Regions from separate parts of the Anas platyrhynchos genome. Here region 2 is linked to region 1. A link is a contact called in public Hi-C data. All regions are on one chromosome and are shown on one strand. The core of a region is the stretch at or near the end of the contact, and the rest is flanking DNA. Distances in the headings are between cores, read along the strand shown.

Region 1 (4,831 bases), core at 1,634-4,133:
CACTTCATATGCTGAGAAAGCCAGGCAGCTTCTCTACAACACCAGGAAGAAAGCTTGTTTGTTTTCTTGTCCATGCATTTCTGTGGTTTTCTGCAGTTCTGTGAGGTCTTTATTACATCTCTTTGCAGCACTTCCATCCTTTGCGAGGGCAAAGTCCCAGCTGCCCTCGCAGACATTTGATTTTCGGAGGCACGCAATGGCCCCCTTCTTCTTGACAAGTATGGAGGTTTGATGTAGTGTCTGGAATGAAAAGGATTTAAGTCAAAACAGAAAACATAATTGCATCACTATCTGAACCACTGACACACTCATACATGGAGAGAATCACGAGGTTCTGGTTCCTGTGTCTTCAAACGTAAAGACACAAAGGACTATGGGGTTAATCAGAGCACGTCTGAAAGAAGAGGAATTTGTGATCTACCAACTGGGAATAGAAACTACTGAAGGAGGGATATTAAAAACCTATGAAGAAGATGGTTGCAGAATGACTATTTGTTTCATTTGCGGTACAGAATAAAATCAGGAAGGAAGAGGTTTTAGAACACACAGAAGAAATCTGTAATTAGGAGAAGAAATCCAGTAAGGACTTCTAAACATGAGGGTGCCTAGATCTAAAAGTCCTGAGCTGCAAATTCACAAAAGCCAGGAGAAAGAGTGGGAAAGTGTAATTATACCCTTGTGGTGCTCATTATTCTCATTTTGCAGCCACACAAACTAACCGTAGAGGAGCATCCACCTCTGGCCATGGTCAGATACAGGATGCTGGATGAACTTTAGGTCAGACCAGCACAGCTGGATATAAAGCATGTATAGATGTAATGTTTGATTTTTTAATTGACTAACAAGGGGCTCCAAAATAAGCAAGTCCAGAAAGGATTAGAGAAATTTATGAGGAAGAGGTCAGCTGGGGCCTGTTAAACCCAGCTGTGTGGATGCAGTCAGCTGGCCCCCAGCTAATCTCCTCTCCAAATGCTGCCTGCCCAGGCAGGGTTTCCACACCTACCTATGCAGCAGGTTTTCTGACGTTGAGAGCAAGTTCCAAATGCAGCAAACGGTGGTGGGCAAGCTTTTGGTTGGAAGCAGAAACCGTGGTAGCGAACACAACGTAAGGTGTCCTTGGGCAAGCCGAGACCTACAGGAAGAACGGCATTCCCAGTTGTGCTGCAGGATCAGTCCATTTCCCATGGTCTTCCTCCTGCTGAAACCCCATGGACCCCTAGTACGGGTCTGATACAAATACCCCAAAAGCACAAGACAGATTCTCCAAAATTTCTGAGAAGCCTCGTGGACCTCACAGGACTCCAAGGAAGGCCTTTGTACAACCAGAGAAAAAGATAGCTGTTGTTTCTGATCATATCCTGACCTTGATCATATCCTATCCCTTAGTGGGTAGCCTTCAGATGCCCCTTAGTTCTGGGACTGCTGTGCTTTAGGCTGGTCATGGAAGGGACAACAAGGTGCTTGTACCTACCCACCTGAGATGTACCTACACCTTACACAACACCCAGGGTTGGGATCTGGTCCAGTTACAAGGGACAGCAGATTTGCCCAGTTCCTTCCTTTTCTGAAAGCTTTACCCCAAGAAGGGGGAATTTCCTTAAATATGAAGAAAAGTTAGGCTAAAAGCACAATCAGTAAATGAATTGGTGCAACAGAAGGGCTGAGGAAGGGGAGCCAGGATATTCACAGAGCCAACGCAAACTTCTTTGGTGTAGTTCAACCTGAGTAATACAAGGTAATGCTTCCATCCCTTTCCTACAGTACATAAAGGAGAGTACTTGCGACCCTGGGTTATGAAGAGGCAGATCATTTCCATGGTGCCTTCTTCCAGCAGTACCACCAAACGCCATAAAGTAACTTCAAGGAGTTTTGAAAAGCCAGCGACCCCGTTGTGGTTTAACCCGTACCTCCCATCAGAAAATTCTGGTTTGGTATCTGGTCACTTTGGCTTCATCTTTCCTTTCAGTTCCAGGACTAAGAAATAGGGAACATCTCTAAAAGGAGCAGCAACAAGACTCTGACCTCGTAAATGCAGACCCCACCTGGGTCTTGCCCCTTACCTGGAGCAGCCTGGAAGAGGAAGAGGAGAACAGCCACGAGGCAGGAGAAAAGCTTCATGGCAGGAGGTCCCAGCTGCAGGGGACAGGACCACAGCACCAGAAATGTGGAGCAGGGCAGGAGGGAGCACTCCAGCTTTATAGAGCTGTGGGAACAGAGCTGGCTGTCCAGGGACCTTGGCAGTGGTGAGGGTGGAAGGCGGGCCACGGAGCCACAAGTACAGCTTGACCGCTGCACGCTGCTAAACCCGAACAATGGCAGAGGGGCACAAAAGCAATCCGAGAGGTAGCTACACCTCCCATAGATTAAGACACCGAGATGTAAGCACCTACATATAGTTGTGTAAGCACTATTTAATATTCTCCTAGTCTCCTAACTCATTCAGGACATCTTGAACCCTTTCCTTGAAACAACATCAGTGGTTGCCTTGCACCCTCCCTGGTTTATCTTGGAAATCCTGGAAAATCAAGACGAGCAGAGCAATCTGAAGATGTGAAAAATGGTGAAATGCACAAGAAAGTGAAGATCTCGACAGATAATGATGTCTCCTGGATCCTGTGCTTGCTCGTTTTGCTCTCAGACACCTTGGAAAACACCCAGATGGTGAGTTAACCCATCCAGGTCAAGCCAGCACACATCACAGGGCATTTCCCATCTCCACTCTTATTTCACTTGGAGCAGGCACTTGAACTCCAGCAGAATGTAGAAGAACTGGGAAGAACTTACACCTCAAAGGTAGAGCAGCAGGTTGGTAAGGCAAGCTGCAGATTAGTTAAGGTTCAGGGGTTTACGCTTGGATTCAGCCTGGAAGTGTTGAGCATCATATGGAAAACATGTGTCAGTCAGAAAGCACCAACCTTTCTTGGCAAAGCTTGTTTGGTTTTATGACGTATTTAGGTGAAATCATGCAGAAAATGGCAAAAAGTCTTCCCAGGGAGGAGTCAGTGTGTACCACTGTTCTCCCAGGTGTTGCTTCCTCATGCCCAGAGCAAGATGTTAGAGCAGCCTGAAATTAGCTGGCTTGGTTTGTGGTCTGGCTACCAGGACTTCATTTTCTGGAACTTGCTGTATTGTTAAAAACAGAATTTTGCTACTTACAGAGCAAAATCTTGATGTGTTGGAGGTGGTTTGCACCGCAGGGTGCTGTAGCTGTTGCTGAAGCTGTTCAACCAGAGCATGCTCATGCTGGTCTCTTCCCCAGCACCCAGTGCTTTAGGGATGCCCATAAGACAGAAGCAGGTGTTTGCCCACTGTCTGCTCCAAGGTGTCCTGAGGAAATGCTTTGTCACTTTTCTGTTGACAAATTAAATGCTGTAGGTTTTGTTTTGTTTTGTTTTATTTTGGTTTGGTTTGGTGTGGTTTATTTTATAAAACAGTGCCACCTACTTGAGCCTGTTCCTGCACGTGATATTTATGGATGTTGTTCTGACCCAGCGGCCTCAATGTCAACAATAGCAGCCTTCCCCTCCGTTAATGTGCATTGTTCTCTGCCTTTCTGGCTTCTTTCTTAGCTTTTCAGTTCAGATTTGCAGGCGCCATTGGGTCTCCCGGGCAGCCATGTGGCAGGAGGTCTGTCTGGGTCCCTTGCAGAGAGAAATGGATGAAACAAGGCACTGATGGGGAAACGTCAACTGTCTTGGATTCTAGTGGAAGGGAACATCTCAGCTCTCAGACAAGATCCAACATTGTATTTCATCAGGCTGAAAATGGAATCCAGACTTCCAATTTTGCAAACTTATTTTTAAAATTGAAAAATAAAAAAAAGTCAATGTTATGCTTAATTAAGGAATAGAAGCATTTACCTTATTTTATTTTATTATTTTATTTTATTTTTTTTATTTTATTTTATTTTATTTTATTTTATTTTATTTTATTTTATTTTATTTTATTTTATTTTATTTTATTTTATTTTACTTTACTTTACTTTACTTTACTTTTTTTTTTTTTTTACTATATTTTTTTTACTTTATTTTTTTTTTCCCCATGGGAAACGAAGGAGAAATACAATACCTCAAGCATGTTGATCATCTGCTAGAAGAGGAGTGCTTTTCTAATGATCTAACATTCAAAATCCTTCCCTATCACTTCCACCCATTGCACGTGAATATGCTCACTGTCAGGCTATAAGCTTTTGTACAGTCTTGATCCCTTTCAAATTATGACCATAATTTTTATCCTGGGGGAAAAAAAATCCTCCTTAGATTTGGTACTAAATTAATTTTGGTAAAATATTTGGAAAAATAAGCTGAATTTCCAGCCTGGCCTGGGGAAGGATGCTCGTTCACTGAGTAAAATGCATCTCTTGCCTGGCTGTGCGGCTGGTGCTGGCCATGAGCTAGCTCATGGCTCCCTCTTGTGGGAGGCTTGAGTGGGAAGAGGTGGAAAAGGTCCTGGGTAGGGCTTGCTCAGACTGACGGGCAGCTGCACGCCTCCTGCCGTCTGCGTTGCTAATTTAGAGGAAACATCTGATAATAGGTCTGGAGAGCAGGGAAGAGGTTTGGTTTCAAACACCGAGCTTGATGGAGTGAGTTCCCCACGTTCAGGACAAATATACAACTAGAATCTTAACTTGTTATAGCTTTATATGACTTCATATAGCATACAATTTCATAAAACCATGTAACTACAGTAATAATGGGAGATATGCTGCTCAGTGCACAGATAGACACCTTCCTTGCAGGCTCATTCAGATGTCTAAGGCAGAATCCCACCCCAGCAGATGTTCCCCTAGCACTTCGTGCCTTGCCAATCAATGATACCTTTCACAGTCGGA
Region 2 (4,831 bases), core at 950-3,449, 150 kb before region 1:
TGAGGAAGAGGAGGAGGCAGAGAGATTTTGCAATCTCTGTTCATCTGCGGTGTCGGGGTGACATCACGACCCAACAGGCGCCCAGCCCTTCTGAGAGCGATTTTGGATCCAATTGCATCTGTTGGAGCTAAAATTAGAAAGCTCTGGGCTGATGCACTCGATCCTGTGGTCAGTCTCAGGGGTGAAAGCTCGAAAGCTCTCTGGGCTGGAACCAGCCCATCGCCGGGTGCTATCTCATTAACATCAGGACAGGAAATTACATCAATTCTTCCATTTTCCACTGCAGCAAACAGCACTTGCACTGAAGGGGTGTTGACACAGGTTAGAAATGCAGCATTGGAAAGTATGTGTTAGTATCCTGTTTGAAACCACATGTAAGCAGAGATGCTGATGTGAATCTGTATGGAGTGGAAAATCGCTCTGCCTTCACCCACAGGCGTTTAGAGGTTTAAATAGATGCTAACCATTATTAGAAGGGGTTGCGTGCATCCACTCACCCTCCTGATAAACACCTCGCCCAAATCTGGACCTGGCCAATAGAGCAGCTCTGCAGTTTTGCAATATCCCCTGTGCTACATCACCCAGCAATAAAAGATTGCTGCCAGCACTTATAGGTACTCATCACCTCCCCTAGGTGCTCCCTGCTCAGGATCTCAGGAGCAGGAACCTCCCAAAGTAAATTTTGGAGGTGGTTGAAGAAGGCAGCATGTGCCCAGGACACAGGATTTGCCTAGGACAAGGGGTTTGCCCAGGGGCTTACCCTTTATCTCACTCATATTCCTATATATATATATGGGTCTTCTGCTCTACTGCATCCTGTAGCTATCAGAGGGATGCTACGTGGTGTCCCTGGCTCCTAGTCTGGATCCAGCCCAGGGAAAGCAAACATCAGTCTCATCTGTGTTGTGGAAGGACCTCCAGGGGTCTCTTCCCCACCCTAAAGCAGACCAGCTAGGGAAAAGAGAGGTGACTGAAGATTATCTGGTTGTCCCTTATCTGGACTTCGGTACTGTGACAGAGGGAGAGGCAAGCTCTTTGAGTTGTCGGTGGTTTTTTTTTGTTGTTTTTTTTTTTTTTTTTTTTTTTTTGTGTGTGTGTTTTTTTTTTTTTTTTTTATTGTTGTGTCTTTGTTTGTTTTTTAATTCACTTCTTTAATATGTAGTATTTATGAATAACAAGTGGGGAGAGTCTTGTGGCAGAAACTGGGAATCCAGTGATGTGGCTTCAGGCTTGCTTCAACTTTCCACACCTAGCTGCAGACACAGCTCAAAGCCACAGCCTCTGAGCAAAACAGAGAGTGACACTTCTGCTCGGCTCGACTTGGCTGCTTCAAGCTTTGGGACGCCAGCTGCGTGCTGGTAGAGCTGCACATAAACACATGTGCGGGGGCGATATCTATTTATGGATGGATGGGTCTGTCGACTTCTTTATCTACTTGTTTATTGATCTGTCTGTCCATCCGTCCATCCATGGATGGAGGTCAGTGCACATGGAGGCGTGTGGACAACCCTACAAATTTGCTGTGTGTTTATAAATGGGGCTGAGATGAAGCCAGGCTAAGATGTAACGGGAAGGTGCTGATGGAGACGGGCTCTTTCCTCCTCTCCTAGGTGGCAGAGGGGATGGCGTACATCGAGCGAATGAATTCCATCCACCGCGACCTGAGAGCCGCCAACATCCTCGTCTCGGAGACGCTCTGCTGCAAAATTGCTGATTTTGGCCTGGCCAGGATCATCGAGGACGAATATTTGGCACAAGAAGGTGAGTGGCGTTCCCAGCATTGCCTCACCGAACAAATTTCCCTTATCTCCAGCCCTCCTGCCATGCAGATCTGCCAAGACATGGGGCACCCGAGGGCTGAGCTGGGACCAGGCACAGGGCTCTGCCGTCGTTGGCCTGAGACCAGACCCCCCTTTCTGCTGCTGTCAGCACCCAGGAAGCAGGCAGAGCAAGCACGAGAGCCAAAAATGGGCTCCCACAAGAGGCAGCAGCACTTGGGGATATTAAAAAGCAAGTGAAGTTTGCAGAGAGAAAAGGGATTAAAAAAAAAAAAAAAAAAAGTCTTTTGGCACTGTTTGGGGCAGTCCTGCTGAATCTCAGGTTGTGTTCCTAGAGAAATTTTGACCTCCAGTAGTGAAACTCACTGCCTGTACCTACATGTTAACAGTGAGTCAGCCCGAAGGGAAGGAAATAGCAGTGTAATTCAGTCACTGCACACGCGGGACCACAGAGGGGAGCTGGAGCCATGTATCTGGACCTCGGGGAAATTTCCAGACGTCCCAGGCAAGCAGAGCCCAAAGCAGATCACGTCTCTTGAATAACAACAACTTACAAAGTGTGGGATGGGGTTTGAAGCCTGGGAGGTGTTTCCTGAGGGAACAGCACACCTAAAACATCTAAAACAAACAGACAAACCCAATATTCCCTGTACTAACATGAAATGTCCTTATGGTTCCACCTGCAAAGCCAAACCCCTTGCTGGGGCTGCTGAATGTCTGAGCTGTTGGTGGATAGGAGAGCACGGCCATGAGAGGTGGCAGCTGGTTTGGTTGGTGCAGAAATCTGTCTACAGCCTTCTGGCAGCAGGGTTAAGTCAAATTCCTCTGGCTGTGGCTTTTTTTTCCAGTACTTCAAGGTCAATGATGACAGAATGCCATTCAGATTGTAAAGGGGCCCTACAGAGAACGATGGAAATAAAAGAAATGGTGAAAACCAAACAATTAAATCTGGCGTGGCACTTACCAGAAAAAAATGAAATTCTGGAAACCCACCTTCTTCCAGAATTGGGATGAAACTAAGGTGCCCCATATGGAACCATATGGAATATTTCGAGGAAAGGGAATTGAATAGATTTATTTTTCTTTTACAATAGAAAAATTCTGATTCAACTTGCTATTCTCAATATACTTTACGATACAAATTATGCCCATTTAAATATATAAAATTATTTCAAAATGGAAACATCTCACAAACATAATTTGTGAAATGTCATGAAGGGACACTTTGAGACTGTTGCAGTTATTTAGGGGAGTTTTTGTCCTAAACAGAAGTTTTGGTGAAATCAGTATAATTCTGTTAACATACTCAGAAGATCTACATTTCCAGTGGAAAACAATTCTTATCAGCATTTTTCCAGCTAGCTTTAATCTTGAATAACAACTGCCCCTCTATCTTCTTTGAACAATTTTCACTTAATAGATTGCATTTCCTAAACTCATCAGTCTGCTTGTCAAAAGTATGACATGCGAGAACAAAGGCACTTATTTCACACACTGCCTTTGGGCTTTCAGCCCTGCGAGGGTATATACAAATAAAAATGTGTTTTTCCCTGCAGTCTTTAACACGTTCAGTTCCTATGCCTCAAGGTTGGTTTGGCTTGTTTTTTTTTATTTAGCCTCGGCAAAACTGAAATTGCAATCGTGTGGTCGTTACTGGCTGCAGTTGCTGAAAAAAGGTCTTGGTGGACAGAACCAAACAGGATGTTTTCTGTTTGTAGAATACATACGCAGATTTGAAAACCAGAGAGCCTATGTCTGCATCATTTGTGCACTTTTGCTATAAATAGACTCCTAGAAGTGAGCAATTTAATACAGAAAAAAATCCCGCTGTCATTGGCCTCTAATCAAGCTGTGGTAAGCACTGACTTCAGGTAGCACGGGCACATCCCTTGGGCTGCAGGAACACGCTGGTTCCACACGGCAGGTTAGCAAAATAGTGTACCTAGAGGGTACACACAATAGTGTACCTAGAGGGTGTTTTTTTTGTATTTTTTTAATATGCATATTGGCAGCTACCTAATTATTTTTTTTTTCCAATACTTGGCTTCTGTGTATCAGTACCTATGCACGTTTATAAGCACACGTATATCAAAAAGTCTTTAGAAGTGAAATAGCTCTGATGACACTAGAAAACAGAACTGAGAGAGGCAAAGTGGTGCCTGGAAAAATGACCTTTTAGTGAAAGCAGGAGACAGGCAGCAATGACCTTCCTCTGGCCATTTCTTCTTAACTCCACAGTACCTTCAATAAGTCCCATGACATCTCCCTGATGCAAACAATGGCTTCAAATTTGGGGGAGTCACTTGCTAATGCCCATGAGCACCTCCTGATTTTCTTTTTTCTTCCTCCGGACAGGGGCTAAGTTCCCGATCAAATGGACGGCGCCGGAGGCCATTAACTTTGGAGTTTTCACCATCAAATCTGACGTGTGGTCTTTTGGCATCCTCCTGACCGAAATCATAACCTATGGCAGGATCCCTTACCCAGGTACGGTGCGCTGTGAGTAAGGGAGGAGCATGCAGAAGCTTCATAGCATCTAGTGATGCTTCATGCCCGGAGACATGTAGAGGGGTACTCCCAAAAAAAACCCAAAACCCACAGAGGGGAGTTGGGGAGGGTGCAGAGGGATGGATAGGGGAATACAACCATGGATAGTGCCCAGAATTGTGGTTTACCCTTGCCCCTGCATCCCCACGGTGCTGAATAACCCCTTCTGGATTGCGTTCCCCTCTAGGGATGACCAACCCCGAGGTGATTCGTAACCTGGAGCGGGGCTACCGCATGCCCTGCCCGGACATGTGTCCTGCCGAGCTCTACAACATCATCCTGAAGTGCTGGCGAAACAAGCCCGAGGAGCGCCCGACCTTTGAGTACCTGCAGTCGGTCCTCGAGGACTTTTACACGGCCACGGAGAAGCAGTACGAGCCGGAGCCGCAGCTGTAGGCCACGGTCCCACCAGCACCTGGGGACAGGGCTGGGGGGAAGCCACCATCCCACACAGCCCCACGATGGCTCTCGTCAGGCCTTTCCCTTTCTCCTGAGTGATGCCAGGA

The links. Hi-C and Micro-C count contacts between places; a contact is called where the count stands out from the background.
Region 2: a contact with region 1 is called in a Hi-C map of subcutaneous adipose tissue, with 2.2 times the contacts expected there. The contact joins the enhancer-like site here to the promoter of LOC140002270 in region 1. A contact is called at or near these places in 3 of 8 Hi-C or Micro-C datasets (F1 follicle, liver and subcutaneous adipose tissue).

The regions. Positions count from the first base shown.
Region 1 is chr3:117,388,758-117,393,588 of IASCAAS_PekinDuck_T2T, reverse strand. It overlaps LOC140002270 (gallinacin-11-like), which reads right to left and starts at 2,883. Exons shown (of 3, transcript XM_072036549.1): 1 at 2,061-2,883; 2 at 1,004-1,132; 3 at 1-240. The coding sequence starts at 2,118. The coding sequence ends at 113. It overlaps LOC140002272 (a long non-coding RNA gene), which reads right to left. Exons shown (of 2, transcript XR_011808613.1): 2 at 3,376-3,792.
Region 2 is chr3:117,536,384-117,541,214 of IASCAAS_PekinDuck_T2T, reverse strand. BLK (BLK proto-oncogene, Src family tyrosine kinase) reads left to right here. Exons shown (of 13, transcript XM_005030599.6): 11 at 1,611-1,761; 12 at 4,134-4,265; 13 at 4,513-4,831. The coding sequence ends at 4,721. Among named protein-coding and RNA genes, the nearest start is that of BLK, 36 kb to the left of the region's middle. Within about 2 kb of position 2,199, at least 3 of the 8 cell types and tissues checked have an H3K27ac peak or open chromatin away from gene starts, as enhancers often do. A contact at or near this core is called in subcutaneous adipose tissue, where this site is marked.